Linked DNA regions of Macaca mulatta: region 2 is linked to region 1. The links are chromatin contacts, called in public Hi-C maps. All regions are on one chromosome and are shown on one strand. The core of a region is the stretch at or near the end of the contact, and the rest is flanking DNA. Distances in the headings are between cores, read along the strand shown. Region 1 holds the start of VPS35 (VPS35 retromer complex component). Region 2 holds the start of C20H16orf87 (chromosome 20 C16orf87 homolog).

Evidence for each region. A called contact is a pair of places that touch in the nucleus more often than the background predicts.
Region 2: a contact with region 1 is called in a Hi-C map of liver, with 2.8 times the contacts expected there. The contact joins the promoter of C20H16orf87 here to the promoter of VPS35 in region 1. A contact is called at or near these places in 2 of 14 Hi-C or Micro-C datasets (cortical neurons and liver).

The regions. Positions count from the first base shown.
Region 1 is chr20:42,112,067-42,117,499 of T2T-MMU8v2.0, reverse strand. It overlaps VPS35 (VPS35 retromer complex component), which reads left to right and starts at 3,142. Exons shown (of 17, transcript XM_015126074.3): 1 at 3,142-3,336. It overlaps ORC6 (origin recognition complex subunit 6), which reads right to left and starts at 3,030. Exons shown (of 7, transcript NM_001194605.2): 1 at 2,898-3,030; 2 at 1,545-1,674; 3 at 153-316. The coding sequence starts at 2,962.
Region 2 is chr20:42,261,220-42,267,341 of T2T-MMU8v2.0, reverse strand. It overlaps C20H16orf87 (chromosome 20 C16orf87 homolog), which reads left to right and starts at 3,219. Exons shown (of 4, transcript NM_001194607.2): 1 at 3,219-3,391. The coding sequence starts at 3,326.

The DNA of each region.
Region 1 (5,433 bases), core at 1,893-4,392:
GGGGGTTTCATCACGTTGGCCAGGCTGGTCTTGAACTCCTGACCACATGATCCACCCTACTCGGCCTCCCAAAGTGCTGGGATTACAGGTGTGAGCCACCACACCCCGCCTATTGGTATACATTTTCAATTAAGGTTCTTTATGCCCCATACCTTTTTAGTATCTTTGAAGCCATATTCACTGCTTCTGTACAGCTAAACTGTACAGCTAGGTCTCTTATTCCAATATTTGAATTCAGGCCCAGTAAACACTCAAACGATTTAAGACAGCTCTGATATGTCTTCTTGTTCAAACCAGAAAGTTTAATTAAATAAGCCTGTGAAAGGAAACACACATACACAAATCATAAAAACTTTACATTCTATATATTAGTACCCTTAAACACTTGTTTAATAAGCAGTATAACTTTTCAAAGTTAATTTTGTGGCAAACCTTAATACCTAAAGGTTTAGCTTCATTTAGTAAAAAAATTGGTAATTATGTCAGGCTGAGGAAGTACTGCTTTCAAAGAGTTCAAACTATACAAAAGCAGGCAGTCATGCATATGCACAGATGATTTAAAATTATAACACAATACTAACATAGTCAAACAGGCAGTAAAAAACCACAGGAAACACATATATGGTTACTTGTGTTTATACAAAGGTGCTAACTGTTATTTATTGGGAAAAGGAAGGAGAGAAGTACTGGGAGTGGAGTAGGGACGGGATGGGGCGGCGGTGTGTGTGTGTGTGTGTGTGTGTGTGTGTGTGTGTGAAAGAGGAAAAGGAAAGTAGGAAAAGAAACAGGAGGCTCCACTGTGGGAAACCAGCTCTGTCTGGGAGACTTGAGTAAAGTTTCAATGTAACAATAAGACAGGGTCATGTAAGACAAATAGTTTACCAGAAGAGTACTACAGGAAAAAACAAGGTATTGCATTTTCAAAGCCACAAATCATTGAAGTGAAGAGTCTGTTAAGTGAATACTGTAGCTTGAGGCCAGGATTCAAGAGAGGCTGGAGGGTTTGATGGTCATCAACAAAGCTTTGTTTTTAATATTACCATTTAATGAGTGTAACATTATGACACAGGTACCGTGTTAACGGTGTTATGTACGTTTAATCCTCCTCACAATAATCCAGCGAAATTGGATTTTATCTTCACTTTATGGATGACAACTGGAGGCTAACAGAACTAGCTAGTGTGGAGATTTGACCTCAACACGCAACTCCTCCTGACCCCAAAGCTTGTTCTCTCAAACACTGTGACATTGGAAGAAAAGCACAGGGGTTTGGACGTGCTTTAAAACGAGGGTAATGCTAGCAGCAATGTGGAAGACGGCCTCCAGCCGAGAAAGAGGTGGTCAGGGAAAACAGTGATGAGTAAAGAAAACATGGCAAAATTTTTTTCCAAAGCAAAATGATTCTACAGTATTTCCAGAATAACATACAAGAATAGCCAGACCAATCTAAAACAAGGGATTTTACTGGGGTTTAGTTCAACCAAAAGTTAAAAGAGCTTCACTGTTACACTGGATTATTCAGACATTCGGTGGGACCTACTTACCCTGTCCAAGGGACACTTCATCCAGGAAGCTGCAAGGTCCAGGCACATGACTGCACTGCTGGTCTCCGTGGTGCGCGCAGAGAGGCCGACACACTTCACCCGGGACAGACGCAAGTACTCCTCTGCTTTCCTGGTTAAAAGGGCAGTGTGTTTGCTACAACTTATTCAGAAGTTTGCTCAACACGTTGGTAAACAATGAATACAGCCTGGTTAGCTTCACACTAAACCTAACTCCTGTGGCACGTTTATCTGGGGCTGGGAATGAAGGTCATACCTCTGGGGAGAGGAAGACAGAACCAGCACTGACTCCGAACATCACTGTGCTCAAATGCTTTCAGGCAAAAGGAAGTTAAATTTCGACAAAAAAATAACCCTTCTTTCCTCCTTCCATTACTGGAACAAGCATGAACTATCACAGAGGCAGGCAGGTTAGACCAGGGTTCCTCCTTTCCTCCTATTCCTTTAAATCAGTAGTTCTTAAACTTAATTGTAGGCGAGAATCACCTTGGGGGCTTGTGAAAACAAATTACTGGGTCCCAGGCCGAGTTACTAATCAGTAGGCTTGAGGTGGGACCGAAGAATTTGTATTTCTAACAAGAGACAAGATGATATGGCTGTTGCTGGCCCAGGAACCACATTTTGAGAACCACTGTTCTAAACGACTACCGAGTCTTGCAGGCGTGTCTTCAAATCTTTTAAGTGCTCTATTCCTTGCCTTCCCTCGCCTGACTGCTCCACGTTTTAGCTACAATGGCTTTATTTCGAACCCCGGATCCCGCTTCCCATCTCAAGGCTTTTGCAGGAGCTGTCGTCCCTGCCTGGGCAGCTCTTGCCATATCTTTCCTCGCCTAGCACCTGCCATCAATCCGGCCTCAGCGGGAACAGCGCCCGCTTTTCCGAGTTTTTGTTGTTTTGTTAAAGGCAGCCGCTAGGCCGCGCTCCACCCCACGCCCAGTGGTTCTGGCACACGGCCCGGTTAAGGTCCTCGCCCTTATAGACAACGGAGTCTGCGCCACGTTGTCGGGTTCCCTGCTGTAAACCCGACTGCAGTAGGCGTTGGCGGAATGAGCGGCAAATTCTCCCTGGCTCATTTTTCTACCACCGTGCTACCCGCGGACAGGGCTGGCTGTTCCCAGGGACGTTTGCCATCACCGTTTGCTATCGCCCTTCTTGCCATCTCATTCAAGCTTACGGCCGGGAAGTTTCTCTTGAAGTAGGCCCTAAACCCCGCGCGGCCCCAGCGCTCCCCGTCACTTCCGCGCCGCCCGACGCCTGGGAAGGGCGCCGGCCTCGCCTGAGGGCCCAGGGCCGCGAGGCGGGAGCCCAGCCCTGGTCTTGCGCGGCCGAACTCACCTCAGCATGTCGGGCTCGGCAAGACCCAGGCGCCGGGCTAGGCGCCCGATCAGCTCCGACCCCATAGCGCCGGGACTAAAGCGAACAACTCGGGCAAAAGCCGCGGGGCAATGAAACCCGCGCGCAAAGGCTGCACCAGCCAGTGAGAGCCAGGCCCCACCCCCGGCTCATGTGGATTGGTTGGGACAGGACATTGAGACCGTCCCACAAGCCAATCAGGGTCTTCCTTTCGCGCATGCGCATCACTAGCCCACTCGCCAAGGCAGATATGGTGAGTGTGGACTTGTAGGCTTTCCCTCCTTCCATTCCTTTCTTCTTGACAAACTCATCACACACTGCCTTTCCCTCCTGTTGTCTCCTGTCTGCCGCCGGGGGATCCCCACTGCGCTGCACCCACCGCCCACTCTCACACGCTGTGGTGAGATTGGCTGGCGCCCAGGTCCGTCCATCTAGCGTTAAGTGGCCGGGGCCAATAAGCACGCGAGACTTCGGTTCCTAGAAGTAGGCCAATCAATGAGCAGCCTGTAGGGCCCGGGGGTGGGGCTAGAGAGGGCGGGGCTTGGAGGGGCCGCAGCGTCACATGACCGCGGGAGGCTCCGCGCGGGGTGGGTGCTCCTTGCTGCAGGCTGTGGGGAGTCGCCATGGTGAGTGTTGAGGGGGCAGTAGCACCCTAGCCGACCCTCCTTGTAGTCCCTGCTCTCTCCCACCGCCCCGGACCCTAGCGAGTGGAGAAGAGGCCCCAAAGACCGTTCGGGACTAAGACCAGCCCGATTTGGCCTGCGGGATAGGGGACAGGAGGAGAAAGGCCGCGGGCAGGCTGATCCGGGCCGGGGTGGGCGGCGGCTCCTGGCTGCGGCCGTTGCTGAGAGACGGGGCGGCCTCTCTGTGGGGGTGACTTGGCCTGTAGGCTTTGGGGTCCATGAAGGCCTGCGGCCTCCTGTAAGTGGAATCGGCCGCCTGCCCGCCACGAGGGGACCCGTAGTCCAAGGTCTGAGCATCTGGCCCCCTGGGCGCGCGGAGGCCCTGAGATCGGAGTTGGCGCCAGGACCCGCCCAGATGTTGCGTTTCTACCTTTGTGCCTAGTTGTGCTCGGCCGTCCTCACGCCCTCCTGGAGGGGTCGCAGTGGTTCCTTGGCTTTTCTTGGCCTCATACCCGCCTTCGGCTGCAGTGTTTGTCAGCGAGTTCTGGGGACCTGCTTACATGAATTTCCTGGAAGGAATCAGGCTGTCTTCTAATCCTGACGGTCGGAAAGGAGACTGATTGTTTCCTTTAGCATTTGTGCGTTGGGCGCACCTTGGCTCTTTTGTCTCTCGGTTGATGAAATCCAAGTATTTGACTTGCTGGAAGCAGTCCTTCTCCTTAGGGCCCGTCTATGACGGCAGCAAATCGTGGTGTGGCTGTTGGCCGGTAAACTTGAACTTCCTCAAAATGTGAATCTTTCTGTCTGGTTCCCACAGAGGCAAGTTGTCACTTGCATTTTATTAGCGTTTGACATAGCCTGCACTGTGCAAATAAATTTTTTGAGTATATACTGTATGTCCGCTTTAATTATCTTACTCACTCTGTGTAGACAGGCTTCTGTAAATCTGTAAGCCTGGAAACAGATTTCACTTTAACTGTCTTAGTGCCGGAAAGGATTAAGTGTTTTACAAATACTATTTTCATATAACATTGCCTTACAAGGTGATTTTTGTCTGTTTCTCAGAATATTTGCAATTGGGAATTGAAACAAGACCGGCGCAAAATTTAACTTTAGGATTTGTGTGTTTCCCAGCGTTTATGGATTGACATTTATATTGTTTTGTAATGGAAAACACTTAATTGAGGTTGTATTACGCACTCCGATTCTTTGTTGGGTGAACCAGTTGGGAGCAATCAGCCAGACACACAATCTTGTCCTCATGAATTTTACTGGGAAAGGAAACTTGAGTATTCGTTCTTTCACAGTCACTGTCTATAATTTAGGCAGGTCGTTTAGTCTTCTTGGTGTCGCACTTTTGCATCCGAAAGAAAGTGTTGGCCCCTTTGGCCCTTCCAAGCCCTAAACTTCTAGAATCCACTTCAATTCATCAAACATCTTGTGTGCCTTTAGTGTCACGGACTGTGGCACTGGGTTCCAATGTCGAACTTAAGAGGCTACTGTGGGAGATAAGCTTGTAGAACTTAACTGTAATACAGTGTGTGGATTGCTTTACTAACATTGTCAACTCAGTGCTTTGGGGTCATGGAGGGATAGTTTTGCCTGGGGATTTTGGGAGGAACTACAGGAAGTAACGTGAACTGAGACTATAAAGAGGGTGGACAGAAATTCTCCAGGTGGAAAGAAAAGGTATTGCTAATAGATGAAGCCAGAATGTTCAGTGTGCTCCATCAAAGGATTCTTGGGGATATGTATTGGAAATGAAGTTAGAGCCATTTGGTGTTCAAATTACATTTTGAAGTTCTTATGCCCTCATCATCCTTATTTCTCTCTACTTCAGTTGTCAATGTATGCCCTGTCATTTTTAAAATAGTTCTTTCATTAACATGATATTC
Region 2 (6,122 bases), core at 1,970-4,469, 150 kb before region 1:
TGATTACAATCCTCATGGATGACTTTGAGGGGTTCAATACTTCAGTGGAGCATGTAACTGCAAATGCGGGACACATAGCAAGATATAACCCGAATTAGAAGTAGAGTCTGAAGATGTGACTGAATTGCTGCAATCTCATTCTCTCCTCTTTTTTTTGGGCACAGGGTCTCACTCTGTTGTCCAGGCTGGAGTGCATTGGTACGATTATGGTTCACTATAGCCTTGACCTCCTGGGCTCAAGCATTCCTCCCACCTCAGCCTCCCAGGTAGCTGGGACTACAGATGCACATCACGCCCAGATAATATTTGTATTTTTTTGTGAAGATGAGGTTTCACCATGTTGCCCAGGTTGGTCTCAAACTCTTGAGCTCAAGCAATCCTCCTGCCTCGGCCTCCCAAAGTGCTCAGATTAATGTTGCAATCTCATGATAAAACTTGAACAGATGAGGAGTTACTTCTTATAAAGGAGCAAAGAAAGTGGTTTTTTGAGATGGACTCTCCTGGGGAAGATTCTGTGAACACAGCTGAATGACAACAAAGGATTTAGAATATTACATAAATATTAGTTGATAAAGCAGTGGCAGGATTACGTTCTTTTTTTTTTTTTTTTTTGAGACAGGGTTTCTCTCTGTCACCCAGGCTGGAATGCAATGGCACAATCATGGTTCACTGCAGCCTCGACCTCCTGGGCTCAGTGGATCCTCCACCTCAACCTCTTGAGTAGCTGGGACTACAGGCATGCACTGTCACCACCTGGTTATTTTTTAATTTTTTTTGGAGACGGGTTTCACCATTTTGCCCAGGATTTGTAGCCCAATTTTAACATCAAGGTGTGTACACTGTTTTTTAGACATAATGCTATTGTACTTTTACTATATTATGGTATAGTGGAAACATGTTTATTATATGTACTGGGAAACAAAAAAATTGAGTGTGGCTCTCTTTTTTGTAATGGCTTGGAACTGAACCCCTAGTCTCTCCAAAGTATGCCTGTAAATGATCAAACAGGAAGCAATCTCGTGGGTTTCATATTAAAAGCTTTAAACATTTATATACCTGTTATTTATACAAAGTGTGCTTACAGGCATTTACTATATACAATTGTAACTCATAACTTTGCTTTAGTTAACAATTGTAGAATAAAAAGTTATCAGTGGAATAGCCAGTCTCTGTAATAAATGCATATTGGCAAATTTTCTCTGAGCAACGTGTACAGTTTGTAAATTATTTTCTTTCTGTTATGTTTGTTCTGATTGTTTATTAAGCATAACTCTGGGTCTGTCAAATTAAATATTTAAAAGTAAGCTTACATTTTGCAGAGTTGTTTTTAACTCCCCCCTCCCCTTCCCTCCCGTCCCCTCCTCTCCCCTCCCCTTCCGACGAAGTCCGACTAGAGTGCAGTGGCGCGATCTCAGCTAACTGCAAGCTCCGCCTCCCGGGTTCACGCCATTCTCCGGCCTCAGCCTCCCGAGTAGCTGGGACTACAGGCGCCCGCCAACATACCCGGCTACTTTTTTGTATTTTTAGTAGAGACGGGGTTTCACTGTGTTAGCTAGCCTTGGCCTCCCGAAGTGCTGGGATTACAGGCGTGAGCCACCGCGCCCGGCCTTTTTTTTTTCTTTCCGAGACAGAGTCTCGCTCTGTCGCCCAGTCTGGAGTGCAGTGGTGCAATCTTGGCTCATTGCAACCTCCGCCTCCCAGGTTCAAGCGATTCTCGTGCCTCAGCCTCCCAAGTAGCTGGCATTACAGACGTGCACCACCGCACCTGGCTAATTTTTGTATTTTTACTAGAGATGGGGTTTCACCATGTTGGCCAAGCTGGTCTCGAACTCTCGACCTCAGGTGATCCACCTGCCTAGGCCTCTCAAAGTGTTGGGATTACAGGCGTGAGCCACCGCGCCCGGCCCTTTTTTTTTTTTTTTTTTTTTTTTTTTTTTTTGGAGACAGGGTCTCCCACTATCACTCAGGCTAGAGTGCAGTGGCCGCAATCTCGGTTCTCTGAAGCCTCAACCTCATAAGCTCAAGCGATCCTCCCACTCCAGGCATGGGCCACCATGCTCAGCTAAATTTTTAAAATCTTTTACTTTTTGTAGAGATGGGGATCTCGCTATGTTGCCCAGCGTGGTCTCGAACTCCTGGGCTTAAGTGATCCGCCCGCCTGGGTTTCCCACAGTGCTGGGATTACAGGCGTGAGCCATTGCCCCCGGCCTCGAATAATTTATTTAATGTTAATTTAGTAAGTATCAGTCACGGACAGATTGGAAAAAGAAAAACAACTGATCCCTCCTCTTGATAGTGAGTAGCACTGGTTTACACAGCTAGGCTGCTCCTTGAAGGCTGACACTGCATTTTATTCAAATTTTCCTGACAGTGGGACTTAGGCAATTATATATTGAATAAATAAATAAATTTTCACTCTGCTGCTAGGTCCAATGCTCTCATAAAATGTCTATCATAATTCCTCAACGATTAGCCTTGGTAACATCTACTGAAGTTTTTTTGTTTGCTTTTTTTTTTTTTTGAGACGGAGTCTTGCTCTGTCGCCCGGGCTGGAGTGCAGTGGCGCGATCTCGGCTCACTGCAAGCTCCGCCTCTCGGGTTCACGCCATTCTTCTGTCTCAGCCTCCCGAGGAGCTGGGACTACAGGCGTCCGCCACCACGCCCGGCTAATTTTTTGTATTTTTAGTAGAGACAGGGTTTCACCGTGTTAGCCAGGATGGTCTCGATCTCCTGACCTCGTGATCCGCCCGCCTCGGCCTCCCAAAGTGCCGGGAGTACAGGCATGAGCCACCGCGCCCAGCCTACTGAAGTTTATTAAATGCCAGGATCCACGCTACGCCCTTCACCATTCATTCCCCAGCCTTCGCTCCCACGTTCTCGTTCCATGGGGAGGGGGCGTGCCCAGCACTACGGCCCGCCCTACCTGTGCCTTCGTTGGTCGAGCTCGACGCCCGTTACTGCCGAGTCCCGCCCAGGCCTTGCCCCCTCGTAGTCGGCCAGGCCGAGAGGAGGCGTGGCCACTGCCGCGCCGGGGCGGTCCGGGAGGTCTCTTCTCCTCCAGTGATACTCTGGGCGAGCTCGCGGGCGAGCTGTGGGTCGCAAGTCGTAGTGGGAGCGCGTGTCGCTGTCCCCAGGAGCCGCCAGCCGACGCCCCGCCCCGCCCCCTTGGCGCGCAGGTTCCGCGCGAGCTCGCGCACGCGCGCGCGCGCGCACCCGCCAGAGGCTTGGTGAGGCTTGCGGGGACGGGGCGGCCGGAGGCCGGGCTGCCGAAGTGCGAGGGGAGGAGCCCGAGCCGTCGCTGCCGCCGCCGCTGAGGTAGAGGAGCATGTCTGCAACTCGAGCCAAGAAAGTGAAGATGGCCACCAAATCATGCCCCGAGTGCGACCAACAGGTGGGTGCTGGGGGCCGGGCGCGCGGGCGGGCGGCAGTGGCTTGGCGGCCGTTGCCTGTGGAGGGGGACCTCGCCGGGCTCTCGGTGGCTGAGCGGTGGGCAGGTCCTTGGGCCCGGCCGCGGCGGCGGCGGTGGGGGTCCGGGGCCGGTCGGGCTGCACCGAGGGGTTTCGCGGGAAGAGCCCGGGGCCGTGGCCAGCCAGTATCCGCCTGGCGGCGGCCAGACAACCGAGCCCCTCCTGCTGTGTCCCGGCAGCTGGGGGAGCACGCCTGTGGTGGGCTCATTGGGCGGCTGTCTGGCGCCCCAGACTCTTCTCGCCGGCGGCGGTGACAGCGGTGGGAGCCTGCGGGCGGCAGCCCCGGCGAGAGGGCGCCGTGCGCCCGCCTCCCAGGCCAGGCCCTGGCTCCGAGAGCCCCTCCTGCGGCCCGGGCGGCTTTGTTCCCGGTTCCGACGGGTGCGGGGCTCCCCCAAAACGGCGCCTCAGCGACCGGGGCGGGCGCCTGAGTGGGACAAAGCGGGCCGCGTGTAATGATTTTGAGTTTCGGCGAATTTGGAGATTTTTTTTTCCCCTCCTCACGTATTTATTATATTTTTGCTGTGCAATCGCGAATCCTGCATTTACGTTGTTTTTAATGGTTCATGATTGAATAAGGCCCCCGTTTAAGCCCTTCCTCCTTTTTGGGCGCTCGTAGTATCCCCACCCCTCGCAGTATCCACTGTTACAAATTTGGCCTGTCTGCTTCTAGATCTATATCTCTGTCTCTCTCTGTCTCTCTCTCCCTCCCTCTCTCTCTATCTGGTTTCTTGAATTTGAAACGATTCCTTTCTACATTGAGTTCATGGTGTAATAGTTGTAATTTAAACATCTCATTTCAGTGTTCTCTGTGTTGAAGCGTGTCTCAATTCTTTACTGGAATAATAGACATTCCTTTAAGCCTTAACATCGAATGAGTTAAAACTCCTTCAATTAAAAGCATTCGTAAGGCCCTCATTTGTTACCAGCGTGTAGATCTGGGTGTGTTTTTTCCTTTTCCACTGAGTGAATTTTTTCAAAATGACTACCTTTCTCGCCTCCCCTCCCCCCCGCCTTTTTAAATTTTTTAAAATCAAGAGTAATTTGAAATGGCTGGTGACTTTTTAATAAGCTGACTTTAGTGCATTTTTCAAGGATAATTCTTGTAGGTTTTTCAAATCTTGTAACAGAAAACATGTTACATGTTTTATTAAGTATCCTTTATGGGCTGTACTACAAACGCTCATCAGAAAAAGGTTGTGCAAGAAATACAGTGTAGGAGCTATGCCAGTATGCAGTATAAAAACAGTTTAGTCATGTTTTCCAAAGAGTTACTTTCATTCTTACTACTAAACTAAATTTGTTAAATTTTGACAAAACTGGTCTTTGCGATATGACTCTTTGTGGGAGATTATTTCAGTGTTTAAATCATTTCCAATTATTCCAGTTAATTGTGTAGAAGTATAAGGTTTACATGGGGTATGCGTTATGCATTCCAGTTTCTGTAAGGCACAAATATTTGCAAATCCTGACTTCGTTCTAATTGGCATAAAGCAACCTTTTGGGAAAAATAGCCAGTTTTTTATGACTATTTTTATATAAAAGAGCAAAGGATACTAAACTTATAGGAGTTTCTGAAAAACTTCAACAAAACAGGATCAGTGTTTTATTTGGAAAGATCACATTCATTTTATTATACACCCCCTTCCCCATATTTATTCTTTCATATAAAATCAGCTTTCCCAGCTTTGGCTGTAATAACAAAATACCATAGACTGGGTGGCTTAAACAACAGAAATTTATTTTCTCACAGTTCTGGAGGCTGGAAGTCCAAGATAATGGTGCAAGCATGGTTATGTTCTGGTGAGGGCTCTCTTCTTGGCTTGCAGATGGCTGTCTTCTTGGTGGCCTCACATGGCGGAGAGAGGGTCAAGCTCTCTCCCTTTTCTTTTTTTTTTTTTTTTTGAGAGGGAGTCTTGCTCTGTCGCCCGGGCTGGAGTGCAGTGGCCGAATCTCAGCTCACTGCAAGCTCCGCCTCCCAGGTTTACGCCATTCTCCTGCCTCAGCCTCCCGAGTAGCTGGGACTACAGGCGCCCGCCACCTCGCCCAGCTAGTTTTTTGTATTTTTTAGTAGAGACGGGGTTTCACTGTGTTAGCCAGGATGGTCTGGATCTCCTGACCTCGTGATCCGCCCATCTCGGCCTCCCAAAGTGCTGGGATTACAGGCTTGAGCCACCGCGCCCGGCCTCCCTTTTCATAAAAGGTCTCTAATCACATCATGAGGGCCCCACCCTCATGACTTAATTTAAATCTAATTATCTCTCAAAGGCCCCATCTCCAAATACCATCACATTGGGGTTAAGGCTTCAATATATGAATTTGGGTATGTGGGGGGCGCATAATTCTGCCCATAGCAAACTAGTACGTAATTTAATGAGTTGGTTTGTTTTGTCCTTTATTCCAAATACTTAAGTGAATATAACGTGTATAAGGACTAATTAAAACTTTTGGTGATATGAACCTGATGTGAAAAAATAATGGATTAATTTTAGCTTTCTAATTTAAAAGTACTGGCTTCTTTTAGTTACAAACCAGAATATGATTATAATCTAGAAAGCCATTTTCTAAACATTAGATTACTGCTATGATTCTAAGTTGCCTAAAAAACATTAAATTAGAATTTAGGTATAGTTTATAAACATAAATGTAAAATCTTTA